3 separate regions of the Mus musculus genome follow, and all the other regions are linked to region 1. Evidence: chromatin contacts called from public Hi-C and targeted proximity ligation data. All regions are on one chromosome and are shown on one strand. The core of a region is the stretch at or near the end of the contact, and the rest is flanking DNA. Distances in the headings are between cores, read along the strand shown.

Region 1 (4,172 bases), core at 862-3,361:
AGCTCAATCCTCGATTTCTCCGCCTCCAGAAAGATGAGTGCTTTCTGCCATTTAGAAGCTTCCTGTCCAGGATACGTTGCTATAGCAGACTGAATGGAGACAATAGAAGACATCACAACCAAATGCAAAGCATGATTCTTGTCAGGACTCCTGAAGCAGAGAGGAAAGTAGCAATATAACAGAGTAGTGCCACACAGTTATCCTGCCTGTAGAATAGGAGGGCAGAACAGTTATTCCTATAGAAGGGGCTCCAAATGGGGCTCTATTGATTAGATAAACAGAACTAAAAGATAGATTACAGGGTAGGGAATAAGACCATAAACACAGTGGGAGCCAAACCAACTATAGACATAATGATGTAGAAAAGAAGCAAGCAGACAACACTAAAAACAAGAGGAAGACAAGGCTAATCTCCATGGGGATGGACAGTTACTACATCATTGAGAGAGAAACTAATGACATAAAGGTAATCCAACAGTCCCATAAGTGGTACTTATGGAAACTGGAAAATTCCATATAGAGAGAGATAGCAGAAAATGTACAAAACACGGAAATATATAAGGTCATCTTTAACTCAATGGGGCAAGCCAGAAGCAAGGAAATTTTGGATATAGCCTACTTAGCCACTGAAAATTAAAAGCTTCACTTGCAGACAGGAGAAAAGCCCCTGCAGAGGCTGAACGTTTAGCCAGGCTCCAGACTTCTCTACTGTATAGTTTTAATACTAGAACACAAGAAAGCTGTCTTACGAAGTTCTAAGGAAAAGAAAGTATGACTTGGTGAGATCATACCGAGCCAGGGGGAGTGCTTCAAATTCAAAATGTATATTTTAATAAATGAAAGAATCAGCAAGCACAGTGCCAATATCCAGTAATCGGAAATCAGTAGCCAGCTAATTTACAAAGAATGCAAAAGAAAACTCAGGAGCGTACACACAAAAACAAGACTAAGTACTAAGTCAAATTCAGTGAGTGTCAAGCTAATACTAGACAGAAATGGGAATGAAGGCTGTAGACAGAATGCAGTGGTCAAATCTGTGACAGCAAATATACAGTGATAGTCAACACATGTATGTGCATCTGCGTGTGTAAACACACAGACATACAGAAGCTAGCATAACAAAACCAGAGATCTGGAGAAGGAGAAAGACAAATGCGTATTGAAATGCCATATTCCTGTAAGATAAAGGCGACTGACATCGACTTATAAAATCCGCTGAAGGAGGGGGGTGAGAGGGAGTAGGAGAGGGGGAAGATGGTGGATGTGATAGAAATACACTGTGTGTGTGATGTGTGTGAAAATGTCATAATGAAGTCATAAGATATGCTAACAAAATGCTTTTATAAGCTCCGGTGCCAATGTTTCTCACAATTACCTTTTTAAGCATAAATAATCTTTCTCTTGTAGATTAAAAAAATAATATTCTGAAGTTCAATTGTTCCTTTTTTCTGTATTTCTATTTTTCTTCTAAAACAATCCCATAGAACAGGATGCTTTTAAAAAAAAAAAACACAAAATCACTGCCATTCAATCTACCTTGCTTCAAATAGAATGTGTTTATAAGGAAGTGTTTGGACAAGCTGGGTGTAGTGGTGCATGCCTGTAATCTTAGCATTTGGGAGGCTGAGGTAGGAGGATCTTGAATTCAAGAATAGCATGGATACATAGCAAATTTGAAGCCAGTCTGTATTCCAAACTAAGACTATATTAAATGAATGAATGAATGAATGAATGAATGAATAAATAAATAAATAAGAGTTAAAATAATATTAATTGTAAACTATTTCTGGGTGTCATATTCTGAGTAAATATTTTTAAGCCCTGACCTTTGTGCTACTCTTCGTTACGTGCACTCTCCATAAAAACCATTATTTTTTTTCACTAAAACAACAAAAAGGATTTTTCTTTAAAAGAGAAAAATACCTGGAAATATTTGGGATAAGATGTTAACCACGGGAAATCAGAATGGGGCAAGTATTCATGGTTATTGTTTACAGTCTTCTAACCAACTTTGTTTCATTTCAATTTGTTTTATTCTTTGCTTTGTTTTGTTGAGACAGCGCCTCGCTGTTCAGCTCTGGCTGCTCTGACTCACTTTCTAGACCGTTTGGACCTTGATGTCAGATCTGCCTTCCTCTACCTCCTGAATGCTAATATTCTAAGCATGCCCCTCCATACATACCTGGTGTGTGTGTGTGTGTGTGTGTGTGTGTGTGTGTGTGTGTGTGAGAGAGAGAGAGAGAGAGAGAGAGAGAGAGAGAGAGAGAGAGAGAGAGAGAGAGAGAGAGAGATTAAAGATGTAGCTCATCGGCAGAGGATTTGCCCAGGGTGTAGGAGATCTTTGTTCAAGCGCCAGTATCATACAAGGGATAAAAAGAAAAACAACCTGAACACCCCCAAGTTAATTTCCATCTCCAGCATTTGTTCAGGAGAAGATGACTAGCCCCACGGACCCGCACTTGGGCAGGCATACTTCACGAAGTGCTGCACAGAGCATCACCATTTTAATTTTGCTTTTGGTTTCAGGGTCCCGACACAACTTTCTGATCATAAATTGACTTCGTGTGCAGTTTCCCTACAGGGAGAAGACGAACAGATGTTAAGCATGCAGGGGCGAGACCCCGTTTGTCTTGTTCACTGCTATCGCCACAGCATCCGGTACTCAGCAGACGTACTGTGATTCTTTAACTAGAGACTGAACCTTAACACCAATCAGTAAACTGCCATACTGGGTAACTGACTGGGCCCTGGGAACCTGGTACTCCAGCCCCATCCCCCCTCTCTGAAAGATTGACCCTCTCTGTTTGGTGACAGGATTATGACTCACAGTTTACAAAGCTGCCAGCCCAGGAACTTTCCTGACACAGCCAAGGTCACGTCCCCCTGGAGCAGGGATTGCTCTGAAAGCTGAAAAGCCTCTGAAGGTTTTCTTTTTGTCTCATTTCTCAAACTGCTGGGCAGGGCACCAACTGCCAGGGTTACTTTGTGTGTACTTGTTTATATAAGATAGGATAATTTATTTTTTTTTAATTTAGCTTCTCTTTACTACCATTTCTGCCTTAGATAAGATTTTTAAAAAAGATATTTTTAGAATGCTTTTCTTGATTTTTAGTATATTTGAATCTCGTAGAGTAGGTAAGTTTTAATTTTGCTATTTCAGAGTCAAAATTGAGAATTATGAGAAGACTCCAGCAAGGTGTTTTGTTTTTATTTTTATTTAATTTTATTTTTTTAATTTGGAAGTTGGGAAAGTGAGTGTGGGCTGAAAAGGGAGAGAGAGAGAGAGAGAGAGAGAGAGAGAGAGAGAGAGAGAGAGAGAACATGACAGCTATTTGAGTTAATGTTGTAGGAGTGGCATTGTCTGAAAAAAGAGTATAAGCTTCGTGTTTTCAGGTAGCGGCTACCACACACAATGAGTCTCCGAGGGCAGAAGGATACAGGGTGTGTGTGGCTTGGAGTCTAAGCAATGAAGTTTAAAGTAGGATTAAAGATCAGATGAGGAACCACTAAAAAGATCTCCTTGGGTCCCCTGGCTGGGGAGAGTGTCCATCAGATGCCAGTATTGGGCCTATCAGAGCCTGTGGCAATGGCACTGGCCACCAACTACCTAGAACCAGGCTCCATCCATCCATCATCTGGTACCAGGTACACTAAGGATTCTTACATTTGTTATTTTGTAGCAATCCACAGAGCCCTGATAATGCTAACCAGGTTGAACTTGCCCAGAAAAACCATCTTCTTACAGTATTGCTGAAAATCATTTCCAGGATAAGGACACACCTGTATGTGTGGCCAAGAGCAGAAGAGATGTGTTACATGGATCGTTTGTGGTTGCTTTTTCCTCTCTAGGTTTGCAAAGAGGCCCCTTGGTATTGCAAAATTTATATGCCCCAATACAGTGGAATGCCAGGGCCAAGAAGCAGGAGTGGGTGGGTAGGGGAGCAGGGCAGAGGGAGAGTATAGGGAACTTTCGGGATAGCATTTGAAATGTATATAAAGAAAATATCTAATAAAAATAAATAAATAAAATTTTAAAAATGTCAATGGTAACATCCTGGGCCACTCCTGTGCCGCCCAGCTGGCCAGGACCATACCTGAGTCCTGCTAAAGTTCATAGTAAGACAGCAGGAGAAGTCAGCCAAGAGGGCAGAGATGAACTCCAAGGCTGAACA
Region 2 (4,172 bases), core at 758-3,257, 390 kb before region 1:
AAGCATTGTGGAGCAAGTATAATCTATACACTTGATATATATCCTTGCCAATAATAATAATAACAATAACAATAACTAATAATAATAGTTATTGGCACTCTGTCATTTCCTCAACAAAGGTTTGTCAAGCTCCTATATTACCTAGAGATGAAGCAGCTCTGGGGAGAGTAAAGGGCACTAGACACTGACCTCCAAGATCTTCTGGGACCCAGAGGACACCACAACAATACAGTGTGCGGAGTACCAGAGTGAAGGACACCAAGGTTACACAGCCGCAGGGGAGGGGCCAGGGAGGCTTGAGTCAGAGTGATGGCTTCTCAGAGGGCCAAGGGTAGCTTGCCTCTTTCACGGGAGAGGGTCTACTTTTTGATGTCAAAATTCTTTACAATAGGATAATCTCATTAATCCTCCTAACACCCTGAGATTGCAGGAAGAACACAGGTATTACTCTGCCTGGTAGAGAGATAGCCATGTGGGAATCCTATGACATAGAGCAGAAGCCCTGCTCACCACCATACAAGCACCTAACGAGATCCCAAGGCAAGACTATAATCCCTTCCCTGGCAGCTGCCGGATTTCATGGCTCAGCTGGGCTCAGAAGAGGAGAGGGGTTGCAATCATGTTACCCGTGGCATTTACATATCCTGGTCCAGAATGGACTGCGTTATTGTCACTGGTGAGGCTGGTGATATAATAAACAACCATAACAGCACTATGCTTGGGACAGTGTGCTGAAATATGCCTCTGAGTGCAGCATAGAGGCCCGGATTAGAAACAAAAAGCATCACAGTCTTTCAAGTTTTGAACAACAGTTAGACCCAACATGAAAGGACCCAGTCGAGGATAAACACAAGTGCTTGTCTCAATATGGAATTAATTAACATTAGATCGAAAAGGGTCCTGCTTTTGTCTTTGAGAAAAAAATAAAATAAAAAGCAACGCTGCTCCCCTTGGTGTTTCCTACACTGTCCTTAAGCCAGTTTGCTTTACTCTTTTTTTGAAACTACAGCTTGGTCATTATATCCCTGGTCGTCTTCCCCTTGAAGCATTTGCACACTGAAAACTCTACAGAAAGCTGTCTCAACTGTCCACCCCACTCTGTGCTAGACCCAGCTACTGTACTTCTGTGGCCATTGAGAAGGAAACAGTTCCCTCTCCTTCTACCTCTGAGAGCTGTTTAGCCAGCCACTCTCTGCTAGCCCCGCAAAGCAGTTCGGACAACATCTGTTCAAATCAGAGAGCAATTCAATAATTATCCAAAGCCCCAGGAAGACAGCAAGCATAGGACTCAGGGGCGCACACCGAGTCTGGCAGGAAAAATGTAGCTGTTTTGAAATTTTCTCCCTCTCCCCTTTATTAAGCCATGCACTGCTGGTGACCTACAATATCCAACAGAGCCCTGGGGCAGTTCTTTCAGGATGTGCAGAGTCCCTGAGCACAGAGCAGATCCCTTGGGGGTTGTAAACTCAGGAAGATATTCTTTTTCATCCCCCACCCAAGATGAGCAGTCAGGCCATTTAGACTTGCAAAAATGAGCGGAGAGTGATGCCGGTGCCCTGGCTGCCTGTGCCCAACGAGCCTGCTCTTTGAACCATGCCAGCACAGACAGTCCTCCTGGCGGCTGATGTGACTGCAATCAGAGTGGTAAATTCACACCGATTGTGCATGGGTGACTTGTTTCTCCTTTGACTCATTTGCATTTTCTTCCTCCCTTGCCCAGAGAAACAGATCCAGGAAAATCAGAACGGCCGCTTCTGTAAACGAACAGAAGCCAGACTCCTCTACCCATGCACCTGCCGGGGAACTTCATGGGAGGCCCCCGACCTCACCCCAGTTACCCATTATCTGCCACAGCAAGCATGTGGCCATCCTCCTGTCGGCAAGCCCCACACAGTCACCCTTGCTAGACACGCAAATGCCCAGCAAATGGCCTATTCAGAGCAGGTCTAGACGCCTGTACTGTCCCAGAAATCTCCGAGGTGGCCCAGCACAAAAGGATGCAAAAGACAATGGCTCAACAGCAGATGCCACACAATGTGGGTGGGGACACAGAGCATTCAGGGCTTCATGGTTTTTTGTGTCTTCCTCAAATGGCACCTCATCCTTCCCATGTCATTTTCAATTTCAGCCAATCCTGTTTTCATGACCCAGGGAGCCCAGTGATGGCATCTGGACTCATTTTCATTTGAGGTTTAAACCCTTTGATGAAGCGGGCCTCTTCTGTTGTTTGCATAGTGGCGACATGTGTGTACAGGGCTTGATAACATCTGCCCCATCTAGCCCTGTGACATAGAGATAGTTGTGTTTTATTTCCTGAGGAGTGTAGATTGCGGTATGTCTGTGAGCTGTAAAGTTTGCAGGGCTTTATTTAATATGGAGGAAGACACAGCTCCCCAGAGTTGCTGCTGACTTACAGTTTGAACACAAAGTGGGACTATATATATATATATATATATATATATATATATATATATATATAATATGTAACATGTAACATGTAATATGTAATATAATATATAATACATAATATATCAATATATTATATTAATATTATATGGAAATGGAAACCAGGTTGTTCAGAAGCCAAGGGATGTGTATCCACATCTCTTGCATCTCCACAGAAGAGGAAAACGCTGAGACCAATCAGGAGGAGCCCTCATGTGTGTGAGACAATCAGAGTGAAATGCAAGCCCTTCTGAAGGGAGCAATTAATTTAGCAAGGCCAAAGTCAAGTTGACATCAATGTCAGGACAGCTTTGCTCCTTTCATGAATATTGATAACAATAAAAATAACAAAAACTAACATTTGCTTCATGACAACCATATACGGGAGACTATTCTAAGAAGTTTCTAAATATCATCTTTGAGGCAGATGTCCCAGTGATCCTATTCTTGCATAAAAAGATCAAGCAGGGACACGGAGCTTAAGTAGATTCTTCCAGGACAGGAGAAAAGCCTGGGGGAGGGGGGCTGGGATGGAGCTCCCACTTAGCACAGGATCACACATCTTCAAGTCTAGGAAGAGTGACTCATTAACAGAAAAACAGCATACACAGAACTTTATTTCATTTCTCTTCCTGGTTATAAAAGTTGTTTCCCAGAAGCAAGCCCAAAGTTACCATGGCAATGCCCTGTCTTTGGGAGTTGGATATATTCTTACATGCTACCTTCCTTATGGAGTGACCCCTTCAAACCCTAAGTTCACTTACTGTATAAAAATGGTTACAGAATCTTCTCAGCTATGGCTCATTCTGAGAAGCAAACAGAAGGACAGAGGAGGGGAAGTAAGCCTGCTGTACGGTTTCCCATTTAAGAGTTGGGTCTTGCTCCACCCCACTACAATCACTTCCATAACATTGGCTAGAACTTAGTGAAAATACCTCAAGGGAGAGTGGGACATCCAAGTTTCAAGGAGAGTGCAGCGCAATTCTGAGTAAAATAAATTCTCATTTTCAGAAGAAGAGGAAACTAGATATTGGTGGGGAACCAACAGGATCTAATAAGATCCTTTTAGGCTTAGTTTTTTTTTTTTTTCCCAAAACCTACTGTATTTAGGATTCTTGAATGCTTGAACCTCTCTTCTAACCCACTGACCAGAAGTAGGGGGAAAAGAAGGTTAATAGGAAAAGGGTTTTGTGAACATGTTAGAAGTAATTCATCAGGGCAGTTCCACAATTCATTGTCAGGATACCAGCAGCCCAGTTCAATAAGAAACACCAAACACAAATCAGTAGCAGCAACACTATCCAGCAGAAACAGCAGAACTCTGCCAAATGGATGTGAGTCAGCAGAAGTGGCCAGAATCAGCTGGGAAGTGAAGACCAGCAAAGACCTGTGAAGAAGCAAAGCATTGCACCTTGTAGCAATGCAAGAGCAGCCTCTCACTGTTTGTGAGTTCCATTTGTATTCTTTCTAACCATCACACACACAAGACAGCTTCCAGAAAATATCACGTGACACATCTGAGTTGTTAAAGAAACCAGAAATCTTTACTTCTGATCCCAGGTGGGCCTCATTGGAGATATGACTTCAGGAGATACTGTCGACTACAGTTCTCATGGGAGACAAGAAACCTTCTGGGCTACTTCATGTTCATCTAAAACTGAGCTTTTGACAAACAGTATACAGTATATTTATTGGCCTGGACAATGATGATGGGGAGCCAGCATGAT
Region 3 (4,172 bases), core at 913-3,412, 330 kb before region 1:
TGAAGAGCTGGAAATTTGGACTCTTCTGTCCTTACTTCATTTTTCTCACACCAGATCTCATTATTGAATCAATTGAGTTGGTTGAGAGTTTAACATTAACTTTAATGCCAGTTCTTTGCCCCGTTAATAGCCAAGCCAATAAAGTCACCTGCTATCTCTGTTAAGCTAATGAGGCAGGAGAAAGGATGATGGGATGGCAGGTGAGTCCAGTTCTTCATTCCCCCCCCCATGCCCACCCCAGTCTCTGGTTGCCTAGGCAGCTTGTCCTTTAACTGTAAATGGTGGTGTTGGGCTTTTCAAAGTTGTTCTTTCTATCCAGCATTAGCAGGCTGCCCTCCCAATGCCTGGGTCCCTCTGCTTTGTTTTCTCAAAGAATGTGTGCGATGACCTCCAGCTAATGCCTCCTGGAAATCTCAGGCACCAGGCATATTGTCTCCACTAATTTCAATTGCTGTCAATTCTATTATTTTTTTTGAAATATTATAAGAATTAGAAATATAATTTTGCAAGTGAAATTATGAGTAGGAAACAGTGAATAGAGTGTCTAGGAAAGGAAGACAGAAGCAGAGAGATGCCTTTAAGACATTGGGGTCTGGGGAGGAAGGTCTGTGTAAGGGGAGATTCTGATACCAACATCCTGTCCCCCCAATTGGTTCTTGATTTGTCAGTTAAAAAAAAAAAAAAAAAAGCTCGGTGGCCAATTGCTGGGCAGAAGGTAAAGGCAGGACTTCCAGGTCCCAGGAGGAAAAGGCAGACACAAGGAAGGAAAGAGGGGTTTTCTACCATTCTTTGGAGGAACAAGAATGCAAAAGCCATGTAAGGTCTGGGGTGGAGAGAGCTAGGGCCTCCACTACAGGCAGGTGACCAGGGATGTTTGGCAGGGGCTAGGTGAGACTAGCCACTGAAGTTTAGGGAAGGTGGAGAGACAGAGATAATAATTTTTCCAGGCAGGAGAGAGTAATGCCCAACAGTGCTTTCTCTCCAGCTGCATGGTTCTAGTGAGCCCATGCAAATACTGCAGCACCATTTCTAGTAGGGGAGGTTCCAGAAGCATTACCGCCCCTCACTTTCGCTGTCAAACCCATGGCTGAACTCAAGTCAAAGGACAGAGCAATGACAAGTAAGCTCGTGCTTGTTTTTACCCAGGTTTTCTAGAACACAGGACTTCAGTGGAAGTAGTGGAGACATTGTGCCTTCCAGACAGGAATGCAGCAGAAGGGAATCTTCATTATCTAGTGCATCTGGTGTGGAGTTGTTTCTTTGCTCTTTGACCAGCCCAACTTTTTTAACCATGGGCTATAATGAAACACACACACACACACACACACACACACACACACACACACACACACACAGACAGAGAGAGAGAGAGAGAGAGAGAGAGAGAGAGAGACCCAGGCTAGCCCATGAGTTTCTAGGAAGTGTTACTCTATAGTGATTAAGAGTCCAGTCTCTAGCCCTTAAATGGTGATGCATACCAGTAATTCCACCATCAGCAAACTGGTCCAGCCTGAGCTACATGGTGAGTTAGTGGTCTACCTGAGCGAAATAGTGAGACTCCATTTCAACAACAAAATCAAACAAACCAATTTAGACACTAATCTCTGGAGTAAAATAGTTTGGTGGAAGTCATTCTTTTGAGTCTCAGTATTCTCCTCAGAAGAGAAATGGCCATAGAGGACCTTCATGGTGTCCAGATTGGTTTATTTAGTACATGGTATCATTTTAGGAGACTTTCCTGCAAAGAGAAGACTTTCTGTTGCTCAGGTCTTGGAAGCACAGCACACTGTATCCTGCTTCCTCTGTTTACTCCTAGGACATGCTCCCTAAACCCCTTTCCTTTGCTTTGATTTGCTGTCTGGCAGGCACAGTCCTCCTGGTTCTGGGTCAGTAGAGAGGCTTGGTTCTTTGCCAGCCCGAGAGGAAGATCCCCCAAGAGCGCTATGTCAGAGGCGCTAATGAATCTCTGCTTAACTGTGACTGTGTGCTCCCCTGATAATCAGGACAGAAACACCTTGCAAAACAATTAGCTTTTCACAGCCATTAGCAATTTGCAGTCATTAGCACCAAAGAAACATAGCAAATAACACTCAAGAAGGAAATAGCACTGTGAGTCACAACAGGGCTTCTGAGTAGCCTGGGTGCCCAGCAGATCTGTGACTGAAAGGGGGTTTCCCATGCCAACCCACTTCAGCCAATGGCGCCCTTGCTTCCTCCTATCCTATCTGCGTAAAGGGCTCACAATTTGTTCCAGTGACGTGCACCTCTTTCATAGGAATCGTTCAGAGGATGTAGTGTATAATAAAGCAATTCTGAATTCCCTCAAAGACCAGGAAATTCAAACAAGACCTGGAGGAGTGCTGTGAAAAATGGAAATTTAAGTTGAGTGGAGCTCCTCTGAGATGCAATGATTTAGCAGCAAAGCTCGTCACAGCGGCATTGCTAAATACTAGAGCTGTGTATATCTTTCCCGATAGAGGCTGGTAAAATAATTGTGCAGTTCCCTTCCATGAAATACAAGGACCCCTTTACAAATAGAATGTTAGGACTACAAGTAGGCCACATTGGAAAAGGTTATAAAACATGAACAAATTCTTTCTTTTCTTTTCTTGGTAAAAAATGAAAAGAAAATAAATATCACACACTAAATATCAACCATGACAATCCGAGTACTACGAACAGGAATGCCTTTCAATTTTATTTTTATTTCTACTATATATTTATTTCTAATATGAATAATATTAATTCTATATAATTATATTTATAGATAATTACAAATTATAAATTTTATGTAATTATAAAATAAATTGCACACACACACACACACACACACACTGTGTGTGTGTGTGTGTGTGTGTGTGTGTGATGCTAAATGAATACTCATTTTGTGACAGGGCAAACCGTACAGTTTCCTCAATCTTGTCTTTTTGCTGAGACTATTTCAAGTTTATCTAGAATTTGATCTCCTTGATGAAGAATCCCATAGAAAAATTATCCAGTTCTATTCTAGGAATCTGAGGTCAAGATGTCCTAGCTAACAGCTTCTGTTAAACTGCTTGCTTACACACATATGCACACATTCTCCTACCTGCAGAGTCAGAGTGAAACACCAGGATGTGGCTTTTAACCTTGAAAAGCTCCTTGCTTTAAGTCCTCCAGGACTACACTTAGATCACAAACACCAGAAGCTTGTCCCAGCTGACTGAAATAAAGACTTTCATTTGGCTACAAACTGTGTCTGAGTGGTCCTCTCTGGCTGGCTCCCAGTAACACTTTAACCTATAGAGAAAGAAAAAGATACAAGAGCTGCCTCTGGCTCCATGGGTTCAACTTAACCAACAAACAATTTTAAGTGCTTTATTGAAGCACAACAAGTGTACAGAAAAGGGCCAAGGTCACAGTCTAATAACTGCTCACGGAGTGCATAAACCAAGATGCAGACGGAGTCCTGAGTACCACGTGGGCATGCTTGTGGGATCACACACTTGAGACTGTATGCACAGTGACCACAGGAGGTCAGCCCGGAGGCAGTTAGTGATGCAAGCTGATTAAACTGGAAGTGTATGATGTTGGAAGTTTTGGAGGAAAGGTGGTTAGGTTCCATCTTCAATGTGTACCAACTGAGCCACGGGTGCTAATCTCCCATTGAATCACATCTTTAAGTGGGGGAGTTTGGATTTATTCCTACACAGTAAGGCTGTGGCATCCATGCCACAAAGAGGAAAAAATACACCTGGAGCCACCAGCAGAAGGCAAGGTGTATAAGGATCTGAGCATACACAGAAGATATACAGGACACAGAAGGAGGATCACTTTCTGGAAGAAGCACAGGAAAACCAGTTTCCAGCAATCCCTGCTTTAGGCAGATGAGACTCAAAATCAAGAGCGCCAAGTTTGCTGTCCTTGGGCGCTTGCACTCTATGGGAACTGGGTTGCAGTCTTGAGGATGATTTTTTTTTTTCAATGGTATTAAGGACAGGAGCTCTGACCTTCAGAAGTCACAGTTAGAAGGAAGTGAAATGAGGCTTAATTTGTATTTGATTTGTATTTCTTTCTTTGTAGTGAAGCTTGGCTCTATTAGGTATCCTCCTACATTGAAAACTAAAATGTCCCTAAATCTTCACCAGTTACTAAACTGGATTTCTCCTTGAAGTGGCTGTTCTGAGTCAAGC

The links. Hi-C and Micro-C count contacts between places; a contact is called where the count stands out from the background.
Region 2: a contact with region 1 is called in a Hi-C map of uterus, with 2.0 times the contacts expected there. A contact is called at or near these places in 2 of 484 Hi-C or Micro-C datasets (both in uterus) and 3 of 130 datasets of targeted methods (the NIH/3T3 cell line, differentiating embryonic stem cells and embryonic midbrain).
Region 3: a targeted proximity ligation map of pancreatic cancer cells shows a contact between it and region 1. A contact is called at or near these places in 2 of 130 datasets of targeted methods (cardiomyocytes and pancreatic cancer cells).

The regions. Positions count from the first base shown.
Region 1 is chr19:27,361,985-27,366,156 of GRCm38.p6, forward strand. It overlaps the pseudogene Gm50113. Among named protein-coding and RNA genes, the nearest start is that of Gm35554, 19 kb to the left of the region's middle.
Region 2 is chr19:26,976,559-26,980,730 of GRCm38.p6, forward strand. No RefSeq gene overlaps it. Among named protein-coding and RNA genes, the nearest start is that of Gm815, 93 kb to the left of the region's middle.
Region 3 is chr19:27,029,334-27,033,505 of GRCm38.p6, forward strand. No RefSeq gene overlaps it. Among named protein-coding and RNA genes, the nearest start is that of Gm815, 150 kb to the left of the region's middle.